2 separate regions of the Mus musculus genome follow, and region 2 is linked to region 1. A link is a contact called in public Hi-C data. All regions are on one chromosome and are shown on one strand. Each heading gives the region's core, a stretch centred on a gene start, on an enhancer-like site or on the middle of the called end of the contact. The rest is flanking DNA. Distances are from core to core; before and after follow the strand shown. Region 1 holds the start of Fgl2 (fibrinogen-like protein 2). Region 2 holds the start of Ccdc146 (coiled-coil domain containing 146).

Region 1 (7,281 bases), core at 4,085-6,584:
TTGTCGTTTTTTTTTTGTTTTTTGTTTTTGTTTTGTTTGTTTGTTTTTTGTTTTTTGAGACAGGCTCTCACCATGTAGCTCAGGCTATCCTGGAACTTACTGTATAGACCAGGCTAGTCTAAACTCAAAGTGATCTGCCTGTCTTTGCCTGCTAAATACTGGGATTAGCAGTGTGTCCCACTATCCTCAACTAAAGCTGTGTCTTTGTCCTGTATAGTCTGCAGAATCTTTCATTCATGCAGTTAATAAACCCTGTATTCATTAAACGTTAGACCTATGAAAGTTACAATGCTATTTGTATGGGGAAGTGGCTCTCTTTTAAGAACCTTTCACTGTAAAGAAAGGCTCAGTCCCCCTTTCGCTTTCCTTCTGCTTAGCAAAGGAAGGGCTGGGGGCAGGGAGGTAGCTAGGGAGGAGGATTAAGAGGAAAGGGTTCAAAGCTGGTGAAGGAGCAAACAAAAGGCTCTGCTCTGCTCAGCACCATGGAATCTCTAAAGACCTGGCACCAACCTTGTGGTCTAATTTATATCAAATGATTCTAAAGTTTTTGATTTCATAAAAAGCAGGGGGAAAAACCAAGCCTTTAATCCCAGTACTCAAGAGGCCAAGGCAGGTAGATCTCTGTGAGTTCAAGGCTGGTCTGCTCTATATAGAAAGACCCTGTCACACACAAAACCAAACAACCAATCAACAATGACAAAAATAACAGGGTGAGCAAAGGGTGTTGGTACTGTGCTCTTGCAGAGGCCCTGTGCTCATTTCCCAGGACCCACAACAGGTGACTCACAAGCACCTCTAACTCCAGCTCCAGATAGTGTCTTCTGGGTTCCAAAGGTACCTGCATTCACAGATGCACACAGAGAGAGAGAGAGAGAGAGAGAGAGAGACAGAGAGAGAGAGAGAGAGAGAGAGAGAGACAGAGAGAGAGACAGAGGGAGAGACAGAGAGAGAGACAGAGAGAGAGAGAGAGGTGTACAAAATTGAAAACAAAACAATTATTTAAATAGTGGTGCTAAAGCTGACATGGTGGATGGAGCCAGGGACATACAGGGAGGGTGTGCTCAGTGAACCTCACTTAAAGGCTAAATCACTTTTACCCAAACCTGACTCGGGCTTGAAAATCATTGCTCCCAACTTTAAGCCACTGCCCACCCCACCAGGAACTCAGCAATGCATCCATTTTTGTTTGTTTCATCTTCTTTCTTTTTAAAGTCCTTTATCTCCAAGATTAGTGCTGAGCCCTGTGGAGGAAATGAGCGTCTGAAAACACACACAGGCATCATCTTTTCTATTGACACCAGAGACTGGGCAGACACTTAGGCTCACCTGTAAAGGAGATCTCTAAGGTGACCTTCCCCCCCATGCCAGGTGACAATGCCAAGCATAGCCACCAAGATGCTGTTAAGGGCCTGAGAGTCAGCAGACATTCTGCCTTAAGATTCACTGACTAAAATCACAATGCTCTGTTTCTCACATCTAGGTATCTTCTGAGATGATCTTAGTAACAAGGTATTTACTTTAAATTTACATGTGACTGATAAAACTTGTGTCTATATTTTTGTCTGCAGTGGCCATCACTGCAATTGATTCATTGATCCAGGACCAGGATCCACACCCGTATCATTCATGTAAACACAATCAGAACAGTTCTGTGACAAATATAGGGGCAGGAGAGGTGACAAGCCACGGAGACAGACAGGCTGAGGGGAGAAACGAGTTGGGAAGTTTCACAGCTTATGATAAGGATCATCAGTGAGTAGGTGACAGGACGCAGCCCCAGTGACAGAAAACATCAAAGCAGAAACACAGTAAGTCAGGGCTTCACCTCAGAATGTTACATTTGTAAAACTTTCTAAAAATATTTCCAGTGAAGGCCTTAGGAGAAGCACCACCTAGGTGTTTCAGCACTGGTTGTTAAACATACAATATTTATTCCAGTTTCCTTAGTTATCAGCAGCAGTGGACGTGACCTTTTACGTTTATTAAAACTTTACATGCTAATATATATTTCAGAGGTTTTGGAGTCTTCTAATCCTGAATATCTAGGAGTAGAAAGCCAGGCCCCCAGAAGTCCTGTATGTTGCATAATTTATTCACTAGCACAGAATTAGTTTGATATTTTCATTTTTCCATAACTAGGCAATGAACTAAAATACTGAAATAATGTTTTAAGCAAAATTCTACAATCGAAGTTACATAGATTATATAACACATTACATATTATGTATGACATACAAATATATGCATTTGTTATATATTATATATACATCTGTATTAATATATTATTCAAAATGCCAAATGTAAACAAAATAAAGCTCTAAGGAATGCAAGTGGTAAAATTGGTAAAATGAATTTAATTATTCCAGCTTAAAATGTAAAGAACTTTCTAAGAATTTAAAGCCAAGTATTTTATAAAAATGCATAGTCCTCAGTTATTTATGGTTTCATCTTTGAAAGTTTGTCTACTCACCCAAAGTTATTTGTGTGGCTGGAGAGATGGCTCAGTAGTTAAGAGCACTGGCTAGTCTTCTAGAGGACCTGGGTTCAATTCCCAGCACCCACATGGAGACTCACTATCTATAACTCCAGTTCCAGGGTATCTGATGCTCTCTTCTGGCCTTCAAGGAGCACACATGGTACACAGATATATGTGTAGTCAAAACACTCATATACATAAAAATAAATACAATTTATTTGGAATCTGAGTTAGTGTTCCATAGCTATAATAAATTACTGAGATAATTTGTCCTTTGGGGGCTTCTGTCCCTTTACTGATGGAGCATAGCATGGTGACAACTATCTACTTCATGGCTGGGAGTGAAAGGAGAAATAAGAGCTTGGGGGTCCTGTGATGCCCTATAGCAGCAAACTTCCAACCACTCAAAGACAGACCTTTCTTTGCCCAGGACTACCTCAGAGATTACAGGGCATCCCAGTAGTGCCACCCTGATGATCAAGCAGGTGGCACATGAGCATTTCAGACCCACACCATAAGAACTCTGAGATCTGCGGGACCATTTAGGGGCATACTCAGAGTACAGTTTTTGAGTCATCCAACACAATAGTCCTAGCTTGACTCGTAGGGTGTGTCTACCACAACTACAGGAAATGAAGATAGTTGGCCATGCTATGCTCCATCAGTGAAGGAACAGAAGCGCCAAAGGACAAATTGATTATCTCAGTGATGATCTGTTGTATTTTGAGACAGAATCTTGCTGTGTATGTAGCTCAGGCTGTCCTTGAAACTTTGATCTTTCTGCCTCAGCCTCCTAAGAGAGGAGATTACAGTGGATGTCACCACACCAGCAGGGGACAATGATTTTTTTTTAAGTTGAAAATCCTGAAGATCATATGACAGTGCCAAGGAAATGGATAAACAAAGTGGCTTTTCACTTTCACTCTGAGAATTAGGTGGTGTACTGCAAACTCAAGAGTCAACCACAAACCCCAAGAGCCAATCTCCCATTCAAAGAGATGAACAATGAGCCCATGTCAGGAGTCAGAAAGCTGTGCTTCTGTCCTGTTTACAACGGGTTTAGGATTTCGTTGGAAAGTCCTAAGTACAGGCTGGGAGATGTCATGAAGAAAACAGGAGACCTTCAGTATCTAAAACAGCAAAGGCATTTGTTGTTGGTGGTGGTGGTGTTGGTGTTGGTGGTGCTGTTGTTGGTGGAGGTTTACTAATGTGGCCCACGTCCTCGGGAGAATGCTGTGTATTCATATAGAATACACGGTCACTAGAATATGATGAGTCCATGGATGGATGAGCAAGGTGTTGGCGAGCATGTTGTAGATATGTGGCAGCATGGTGGTGACGATACAGTAAGTGGAATAAGTTCTTGACTGGTAAACAGAGATTAGCACCCGAGCTTGCTAACAAGGTGCCAGAATCTAATCCTATACAGGTCCACTTTTCGAGACAACTTAAATCTGTCATTCTTCCTCTCTTTGAAATTACCCATCTATTCACTTCTCCCTTACATCAAGGCAGTGCCTTGGCCTGAGAGAGGATAAGGAGGGCAGGGTGAAATGGGGTCTAACATCGGTTTGGATATCATGGGATGGAATGAGAAGGGAAAGTAGGAGCCCGAGAGTGCGGTAAGACAAGGCATAAGGCGTGTCTGACAAATTCTTCATACACACATTTCCCCTTTGCACATTCAGTCTGTATAGGTTATTTCTATAGGAGAAAAAAAATATTCAAATTCCTTGTGCACTGGTAACAGGCATGAAGGCTCAGCAAAGCCAATACGTGTTATGTCCAGTTGGAGACAGTGCCAGGGCCAACATTCCAGACTTCTCAGATAGAAAGTGCGCCTGCCTGCCCTGCTCTGAGAATTTGAAGAGAGTAGTTCAGTTAGAATTAAGAGGCAGTAGAGAAAAGTCTTGGGAAATCTGGTTAGAGATATAAATATGAGAACTGGACATGGTGGTACACACCTGTGATCTCTGTGTTTAGGAGGGAGAGGCAGAGAGATCAGGAGTTCAAGGCCAGCCTGAGCTACTTGAGACCCAGTCTAAATAAATAAGAGATAGATTACAGAGTGCCTTTAACTAGTACAGAGAAAGAATTTGGGTTTATCTGTGTCAGTTACGCTGAAATAATTTTTAAGTAATAAAATCCCTTTTAATAAGAAACCTTATGAGGTCAGTATGCACAATGAACTTAAGAGAGACCCCCAGCTCCTGAGCTGAGTGATGGGGAAGGACAGCCACTGCCTGTGATGTGTGAGTGACGTGCTTCCAAGTGTTTTAACCACTGACGATTACATAGCCTGCACAGTCAGGAGAAAACAGCCGTATTCTCTGCCAGTTCTCTTCCCTTTTACAAACAGATGAGAGACACACACAGAGAATCCATTTAAAGAGCGGACCTTTGTTCTGATTAGGGGCAATTTTAAGTACTTAAGAGTTCACACAAAGTCTAGCCTTCAAAAAGAAAACAGGTTCCCAAACTAGGGAGGAAACAGAATCATTTCCATTTTGGTGACATTTAGTGGGAAGAAGCTCACAGACATTTAGACGTTCCAACTCTTTCCCCACTAGTGGACCAAGTATATAATATGGTATCTTTTGGGCACTGGTATTACAACTGTTTTTTAAACAAAAGACTTTCCTTGTGCTTTACTAAAAACCCAGACGGTGAATCTTGAATACAATGCGTGGCACCCACGGCAGGCATTCTATTGTGCATAGTTTTGACTGACAGGAGATGACAGCATTTGGCTGGCTGCGCTTGCTGAGGACCCTCTCCTCCTGTGTGGCGTCTGAGACTGTGATGCAAATGCGCCCGCCCTTTTCTGGGAACTCAGAACGCCTGAGTCAGGCGGCGGTGGCTATTAAAGCGCCTGGTCAGGCTGGGCTGCCGCACTGCAAGGATGAGGCTTCCTGGTTGGTTGTGGCTGAGTTCTGCCGTCCTCGCTGCCTGCCGAGCGGTGGAGGAGCACAACCTGACTGAGGGGCTGGAGGATGCCAGCGCCCAGGCTGCCTGCCCCGCGAGGCTGGAGGGCAGCGGGAGGTGCGAGGGGAGCCAGTGCCCCTTCCAGCTCACCCTGCCCACGCTGACCATCCAGCTCCCGCGGCAGCTTGGCAGCATGGAGGAGGTGCTCAAAGAAGTGCGGACCCTCAAGGAAGCAGTGGACAGTCTGAAGAAATCCTGCCAGGACTGTAAGTTGCAGGCTGACGACCATCGAGATCCCGGCGGGAATGGAGGGAATGGAGCAGAGACAGCCGAGGACAGTAGAGTCCAGGAACTGGAGAGTCAGGTGAACAAGCTGTCCTCAGAGCTGAAGAATGCAAAGGACCAGATCCAGGGGCTGCAGGGGCGCCTGGAGACGCTCCATCTGGTAAATATGAACAACATTGAGAACTACGTGGACAACAAAGTGGCAAATCTAACCGTTGTGGTCAACAGTTTGGATGGCAAGTGTTCCAAGTGTCCCAGCCAAGAACACATGCAGTCACAGCCGGGTAGGTGTAATGAGGGTCATACAGTTTGTTCATGAAAGCTGTATAGCCAGATAGTGGCCATAAACATTAACCCGAGGGAGCATAAGTTAGTCAGACTTTCACCTGTTAAGTTATGGCAGGAGAAACAAGTGTTTTCTCAAATGAGACAACAGAAATGGTAAATGATCCACGTACAAAAATCCTATTAGTTGTACTCGTTAGAGACCGTCACTTGCAAGTCTCTAGACCTTCCCTGCTAGGTCGACCAACAGACGAGCAGAAACAGATTCCTCCCGGAATCTGAACACATATTTGAACACAGGACAGGTATGGCAAGGTTCCTGGCTCTGCTTGCTTAGGTCCCTGGGAATCAGATCTTGGGTGGCTGATGGGCTTTATAAGGCTTTCACAAACAATCTGCTGTGCTAGGTTCTCAAATATCTAGTGAGAATGGGAGATTTTTATACATGGAAGCATCTCTCCTCTCTCTCTCCTCTCTCCTCTCTCTTCTCTCTCTCTCTCTCTCTCTCTCTCTCTCTCTCTCTCTCTCTCTCTCTCTCTCCTCCCTCCCTCCCTCTCTCTCTCTTTGTGTGTGTGTGTGGTGGGGATGAGGACACGTGTAGAACTTCGGGGGTTGAGACTTAGTGCATATGCATCCTCACCATTCCAGTTAGTGAATGTTAACACTATTTAAGGTCACAGACCTAACAGCCTTCTGTGTCCGGATTCCTGGATTCCTAGGACCTTTGTGGATGGGTTGCCACACCCTCTGTGTTCATCCTGACTGTGAGGTCGATGGGACATAGTAGGGATAACTTTCATTTGGAATCTCTAGAGATGGTAGGTCATCATGTCATAGAATGTTATCACTAATGACCAAGATAGACACTCATGTTTAAGAGACATCACAAGGTGTATATTAAATATGACATGGCATATAACTTGTAATGACACAAAAATATTCTGTTACCTACTTTTCTCCTAAAAGCTTGGGACTCTCCAGAGTTCTAAATACATGCAAACAGATTATTGTGTTTTACAGGAATCTTATATTGAACTTTCTTTACCTGACTCAAATTTTATTAAAATTAACTGGGAACAAATAGTTGGTCTCTAATCTCTACAAAAACCACCAAATGATTACACTGAGCATAATTATAATCACCCTGCTGCTACGTCTAGAAACCAAACTGTGAAATATTGGCTGACTGTATACCTTCCTAAATAATAAATTCAGGATAACATTGCCATATTATTGGAGAACCCCCCCCTCCCTTTTAAAACTGGAATCATTTTATGTCAATCTCAGGTGAAATACGAATGGGTTTCAGA
Region 2 (7,336 bases), core at 3,481-5,980, 52 kb after region 1:
CCCTCCTCTGGCATGCCAGCGTATATGCAGATAGAGCACTGATATACATACATAAAATAAATAAATCCAAAAAACAAAACCAAGAAAGTGGATTTATTTTTGAGAAAAACAAATAAAAGCAAACCACAATACCAATTAATTCTCTCAGAAAGAAAAAAGATGGAACACTTTCCTCCTAATTTACCCTGATACCTAAAAGAAGAAAAAATGTCAAAGAAAATTTCAGGCTAATAGCTCATATAAAATAAAATACAAAAATTCTCATTGATCCATTAGTTGAATCTACCAACTTATACAGAAAAGATCACAACATGATTAAAGCTCATCCAGGGAAGGAAAAATGGTTCAATATTTAAATTATTCTGAGATATCACCACACCACAGTCCATTTCAAAACGACCATCTGGTCATCTCAATACAAACAGAAAAAATCATTTAAAATATAATATCACTCAAATAAAAAGTAAACCAGGAGTTAAATATCTTCAAAGGGGCATTGGAAAATTGTGCAGCCAACATCACGGTTGACTGTGAGATGCCAAACGCTTCCCCTGAAGTTTTAAATTGGCCAGCGAGCTCAGCTGATTCACAATTCACAGGTATGGTTAGCCTGGCAGTTTCACAAGGTGATTCCAAGTGGGTCCACCTGCGTATTCATTATATATTCTCAGAAGTGATAGCTCTTAGGTTTCTGAGTGTATTATTGTCTTATAAGAATAACAGAAACTGCAGAAGTTTTTTTGTTTGTTTTAAACATTATCTGTAATTCAGAATCGAGCACAGTTTGGTGGCCTTCATCCCTTTAACTGAGCTACTTAATCCTTGGTCTGATTACCTTTTCTTCTGAAAACTCTTCTGCCCTCTGCTGTCCATGAATTGAACATAAAGTAATAACAAAGTCACCACCTTTCACATTGATTTGGTAGGAGATTCTCTACACAACTGCATTTATGTTTGGATGCTAAGAAATTCCCTACATTTCTAAGACAGCCTTAGGCAACAGTACACACTAAGAAGGCCTTACTGTTTCTCTTCATTAAAAATGCCAAACATGATCACTACTGATAACATGCAAATGATGTAATCATCTAACCTCGTGGCTTAGAGATAGATAGCCATCATTATAAGGTGGTGTGCATCCTTCTGGAATTGTTTCTGTGATGTAATTCTATATTAAATATATTATTGCCGTTACAGAATTGAGATTGAACTAATACACAAAGGTTACTAAGTACTCTATTACCCAATATTATATTATGGATTATTTCAGGATATTATTTTTAGATTTCTTTATAATATTACAAATATAAAATTTATTTAAGCATTACTCTCTCATTTAGGGGCACTTAGATTTTTAAATTATTTCAAACTCTTTTAAGTGTTTGGCTTCAGACTCCAAGACAAGGGAGTGAGGTGCATATTTTAACATATCAAAGCAGATGTGGCCTCCAGGTTCTCCCAACATCCCTCAGTCCCTTCCTGGCATATCCTGCCTCCACCCCTGAAGTTTGCAGCCCAGGGGCTGGGCTGCCCTTCCCCCAGGGGCTCTTCCCTATATAATCCAGACATTTTCCTCTCTCTCTCTCTCTCTCTCTCTCTCTCTCTCTCTGTGTGTGTGTGTGTGTGTGTGTGTGTGTGTGTTTGTGTGTGTGTGTGTGTGTGTGTGTGTGTGTGGTGTGTGTGTGTGTGTGTGCTCTTTCTTTCCCTCTCTCCCCCTTCCTTGGGGTCAATGAACTTGCCCACCCAAGAGCAATAAACCGGAATTTAATATAATCTAATCTGGGTTGAATTGGCTCATCTCACCAGCAGAGAAATAATTTATTAATAAGTAGTCCTACAAAACAAAAAAATCTTGTACATTTGTAATTTAATGCTCTCATCCCCCCAGAACCACAGTTTTGGGGGTCATAATGGCTTCATCTTGTTTTTCTGAATCTTGTTTCTTCAGCTGTCATGCAGGGAGAAGAATAACTATCCTTCTTAATAGCTTTTTGTGAGAAAACCGTGAGATGGTACACGGGAACATACTTTGAAAACTATATCACTCACTTTTACAGGTAGACAAGTTTGATACTGACTAGCTTGTTAGGCATTGGTAACTAATATCTTACGTCACTCTTAATCTCTACCAGATTCTCGGGTTCCACCCTCATAAAAGCAGGAAGGTAGTCTTTCAGTACGTTTTAGTTCCTTTGCTTGAAAGTAATGAAATAATGACCGTGTCACAGATATCATGATGGCTCAGTTGTCAGTTCTATTAAGTTATTTTTCCTCAGAAAAGGAAAAGTGACTATAGGAACAGGATGATTTATTAAGGATGCATATTCGGCCCAAATATATGCAGCACGTCCACAGCAAATCAGAGCGCAGTTTCAACTTGCTTGTGCCTCTTTCAAATGTCAAAGTATGACTCTTGGGTTTTCATTTAAAAAAGATAACTTGAAGGCTCGTCTGAGTACGTACGTCCACATGGGACACAAAGCCAATGGCGCTACTCACTGAGTGAGCACTTGCTTATCATAAAGTCTATCTTATAGCCTACTGAGGCAGGAGAGAAACACGGGAACATGATGGAGAACTGGGAATAAAAGGAGCCCTCATTCCAGAGCCTGACCAGTGTGTCTCACCAGCTGAAGATGAAGAGTTCTAACACAGCTGTCAACATTATCGATGAGGATCACCAGTCTCTTACATAGTGATACTTTCAAGTTACATTGTTGAAGGAGCAATGGATCACATGTAAGGCCTAAATATATGTGTTCTTTCTTCTTTCTCAGCTATAAACCAACAGTTTTCTAGAAATCTTACCCAAAACCCTACTTCTAGTAAAGGACATGTTTTAATTCCCTTTTACAATTCTTGTGACACACAGTTTTATTTTAGGACTGTAACCCAATCCAAGACATCTCTAGAGTAATCCTATAATCTCACTTATTGAAAAAGAAGAAGAAGAGAAAGGTTTTAAAGAAGTTTCTTAGAGAAATCCTTTGAGGCATAACATGAGAGTCAGCAAAAGAGTGACTCTGGAGCACTTCTGCTAAGTCACTTAGGGCAAGCTCAAGGGAGCTTACACCTGTGCTCTTGGGTGTGTCTCTTTCTCTCCCTGTGTGATCAGTCACCTCTAGCAACCCCTGTGCTCTTAAACCCTTGTTTAAAATCTATTTTAAATCAACCCTCTTTCACATTAGCTTCTCCCAACATTTTTTTTCCAGCAAAGTCAAGGACAGGTTTCACCTTGGTGGAGGTCCTCAAGGATAGGGGCCTTCTTCTCAGATGGCTGACAGCAGGGCAGGGCTGTCACTGCCACCACCACTACCATAGTCTTCACTAAGAGAACAACATGGACGCTGGGGAGGACTTTAGCCTAGTCTATCTATCCATCTGTCACTTCAGGTTCAAAGAATTGGGGTCCCATATTTGGCTGAGAGTTTTGATCTTTAAAGGTATCATTTTATTTACTTATTGTGTATTTTATTTGTCACAACGTTCTCCGTATATAGTCCAGGTGGGCCTCAGATTTGAGATCTTTCTGCTTCAGCTTCCCAAACTCTGAAAACTTACAAGTGAACACCATCACACTGGACTTGCAATTAGTTAAATCTGTATGTAAGGAATTTAGGGAATTATTTGTAGAATGGGGAGAAGAATAGGCAAATATGGCTGAAATAATGTCCACACCCCCCATTTCCCATTATCTTTACTGCCTACTGAATAATAAAAAAAAGAGTTAACTTATAGAGTTATTTAGCACAGTCTGTCTTATATCAAAACTGAAGAAACATTTCTTGTGCCATAGATAATACAACAGGACCAGGAAAAAATTCTGACATCCCCTAACAAGTCTTATGATCCAGAGAGAGAGAGAGAGAGAGAGAGAGAGAGAGAGAGAGAGAGAGAGATTTTATTTTACCATTAAGGCCAAGGACCAGTTGCAGGGAAAGAGATCAAGACTGTCCTCTAACCAAGTTCAAATGTCTCCAAATCTCTTAGCAACGTAGACATATGCCATTCCTAAAATACTTTGTTTTGTATACTGTGCACTGCTTTGTTGTCCATTGTTTCATTTGATAAATGTGGTAAAAACGAAAAAAAAAACTTCTACACAAGACAAGGAAGATAGTGTCATCATTTTATAAGCAAATAGTAAAACCCAAAGGCATCCAATGACTGGCCTAAGATTACTACTTACAGTTAAGAAAGAGCCAGAATTCTAACACTTTTTCTTTTCCTTTTTTTTCTTTTTTCTTTTTCGAGACAGGGTTTCTCTGTATAGCCCAGGCTGTCCTGGAACTCACTCTGTAGACCAGGCTGGCCTCGAACTCAGAAATCCACCTGCCTCTGTCTCCTGAGTGCTGGGACTAAAGGCGTGCGCCACCATACCTGGCTTCTAACACTTTTTCTATCTAGTATTTTTTACCTAAGTGGGAGTTCCCTTAAAGGACAGAGAAGGGAGAAAGCAACAGAACGTGTCTGTCCTCTCATGCTAAGGTCTCTTGTGAGGGGGATTCTCTATTCCCAGGGAATCCACATTAGTTTGGTGACCTTTGGTTCTAACTACCTAAAGAAAGTATTCCTAACTTTGAATCTGATTCCCATCTATAAACATGCTGTTTCTTACCCTTTCTTTTGGTCCTGATCCTTGTTTAAACTCTTATTTTTCTCCGTGTGTTTTGGTCCCTGGGGTCTCACTTCAAAACTTCACCCTCTCCTAAGAGTCGCGTCCTTGGTATCCAAAGTAACCACAGCTGAGTTTATCCCGTCCCTTCTACTCTTCCTATTGGTCAGTTACATTAACTTTTTTTCTTTCTCTGCTCTCTTGGCCAATGGGCTTGAAGCAACGGGAAAGCAACGAGGGGGGAGCGGGGGCTCCTCTACCAATCGGCTGTCAGTCTGTGTATTCAGCGCACTGTCTCCTGGGATATGTAGTTTCACAGTTACCAGAACACCTTGATGTTTGGCTCCTTTAAAACTACATATCCCGATGGCCTCCGCCAAAGGGGCGGAAATAGGTGACTTGTCCAGGTCAGGGTTTCAACTAGGCTCTTTGAAGTTTTAACTTTCCTACCGGGATTTAAGGCGTTAAGTACTGTGCTGGGGGCCTGGCTCGTTCTTCCTTGGCGGAGCCGTGCATGCTGTCCCCTTCGTGACTGACCCGAGGCAGCTCGTGGTTCTTGTGGTCCCGGGACCAGCGAGCCAAGGCTGAAGCGTTCCAAGGGAGAGCATGTTCGGCCGCCTCCCTCCTTGCGCGTCCCGAGTGCGGGCGGGCGCCTTGGTCGGAGCTCTCGGGGCTCGGACTTGCGGCTCCAGTGGGGCGCAGCGGCAGGGATCAGCGCCCGATGACTCTGGGGCCGGCCTGGCGCGTGGGGCTCTGAGGGAGTGGACGCTGCAGGTGAGCCCGTTTGGGCGACTGAGGGCGCGGCTCCCTTGCCACCTGGCCGTGAGGCCCCTGGATCCCCTTGCGCACCCGGATGGCGACCGCGTGCAGGTGGCGGTGTGCGGCGTGGAGCACGTGGCGCGCGGCCTGGACAGCCTGCAGGTCAAGTATGATGCTGATCGGCAGGAGATGGCCATTCTGTCGGACGACATCGACCCCCAGGCGTCGGTGGAGGTGAACGCGCCCGTCAAATTTGGCAAGTGAAGTGAAAAAGGGTTTGGGTCACAAAACTAATAGTGTTTAAGCGTTGGGTTTCCAATTAAGGAGGAAAATTAAAGCCGAGTGGAAGCTTGTATTGGAATAATCTGAGTCTAATTACATTGTGGAGCCATTAGCATCACAGTCATTAGCATCGTTCAGGGTTGAGGTTTCTTGATAACTATCCAGTGGTTTGGTAGCCCACATCTCGGGGCTCTGGTCCCTCGTCAGCTCTATGTATAGATGCTTCCAGCTAATCTAGAAAAACAAAAACAAAAACAAACGAACAAAAAACCTTGCTTTCCAACAGGTACCCAGGTTGGTAGATGTCTATTCATTTAGGCATAAGTAAATTCTCTGCGAATACAAACTTTGAAGCAAGACACATAGTTAAGACTGTCTGGGGAAATTCATAATAGTACCTGCAAAACGTATTTCTTAGGCATCTGAGTCCCGTTATTTTATTTCCCAGATGCAAACCGCTGAGCACACATACTTTTCTAGAAAGGGTTCTGGGGCTCTCATTCTTCCTGGAACTGAAGGATGGTGTTGCTGATGATAGCAATAGCACCGTTTACCTCTTCTAAAATTATTTTATATTAACCCTCACAGTTGCTCGGTAGGGTGGATGCTTTTGTCACCGTTTCAGATGAGGACATTGAAGTAAAGGAAGTATAAGATACATACTGTGACTGAACAAACAAAGGCCCCGTGCGTGGTGACATTATGAAATTTGCTTCCTTAGGTGTCTTTCCACCTTAAATACAAGTAGGCAGGGCTAGGATGTGAGCTGTTAGGCTTCGTTGCTTCTCAACTTCTAACTAGCCTAAATGAATAAGAGACAGTGCCTCCAAATTTTAATACTCTGAAGTGCCGGTGGGGCTTTACCACAGTGCAGAATAAAATGGGAGTCAAAGGAGAGAGAGGCAAAACTTAAAACAGCCTCTCTGAGATGGGTATTACCTCTCCCAGCGATCCCAAATTACCTCACTGCTTCTTTTTAAAGCCAGGGGCTTATTTTCAGGGTACTGCCTCGATTCCATAGGCCCCTCAAATCTACATCGCTGATTTTATTGATAGTTGTTCCTCCAGCTTGTGATAGAGTGTCCCAGTGGATGTCCCATTACTACTCCTGTGTTAACCTTAATTCCCCGCCCTCCTTCCCAGCAACAGAGTGTGTTTAGCATCCCTTCGCTTACCTGTATAGTTGTCAGCTCTGCCTTGTTTCCTGCCATATGACAAGGCTCAGGTGGGCAGGCAGTTCTGCTTGTGTCAGTGCATGGCTTTCATGCACTCTCAGTTCCTCTCAGTGCATGTTGCTGATTTAACCCAGTGCCAAGCAGTGGAGGGCACTTATACTGTAATGATTAAAGTTGTGGCAGTGGGTCCCAACAACGCGCTTTGGGGAACATAATTGTGCTGGTTAGTTTGTAGTGAGCGCGACACACCTAGAATCACCTGGGAGAGGAGCCTCAATTGAGAAAATGCCTTTGTCAGATTGGCCTGTAGGCAAGTCTGCATTAATCAAGAAGCATTTCTTGACTAATGGTTGATATGGGAGGGCCCAACCACACGGGTTGACCCTGGGTTATATTAAAAAAAAAAAAGCAAGCTGAGAGACTCCTGGAGAGCAAGGCGGTATTTCTCTGTGATCTCCTCTTCAGTTTCTGCCCTGAGTTTGTCCTGACTTCACTGCGTGATGGA

The links. A called contact is a pair of places that touch in the nucleus more often than the background predicts.
Region 2: a Hi-C map of centrocytes shows a contact between it and region 1, with 1.7 times the contacts expected there. The contact joins the promoter of Ccdc146 here to the promoter of Fgl2 in region 1. A contact is called at or near these places in 12 of 39 promoter capture datasets (the 3T3-L1 cell line, 3T3-L1-derived adipocytes, the HPC-7 cell line and 7 more), 3 of 15 datasets of contacts at CTCF or cohesin (CD8 T cells, large pre-B cells and pro-B cells), 75 of 484 Hi-C or Micro-C datasets (the 63-12 cell line, B cells, B-cell progenitors and 50 more), 15 of 115 datasets of contacts at active chromatin or transcription factors (CD8 T cells, the HPC-7 cell line, bone marrow-derived dendritic cells and 8 more) and 6 of 9 other capture datasets (adipose tissue, bone marrow-derived macrophages, embryonic stem cells and 3 more).

Annotation. Positions count from the first base shown.
Region 1 is chr5:21,367,339-21,374,619 of GRCm38.p6, forward strand. It overlaps Fgl2 (fibrinogen-like protein 2), which reads left to right and starts at 5,335. Exons shown (of 2, transcript NM_008013.4): 1 at 5,335-5,970. The coding sequence starts at 5,379. All of the region lies in intron 2 of Ccdc146 (coiled-coil domain containing 146), which reads right to left.
Region 2 is chr5:21,419,947-21,427,282 of GRCm38.p6, forward strand. It overlaps Ccdc146 (coiled-coil domain containing 146), which reads right to left and starts at 4,731. Exons shown (of 19, transcript NM_029195.1): 1 at 4,619-4,731. Fam185a (family with sequence similarity 185, member A) reads left to right here and starts at 4,957. Exons shown (of 8, transcript NM_177869.4): 1 at 4,957-5,630. The coding sequence starts at 5,222.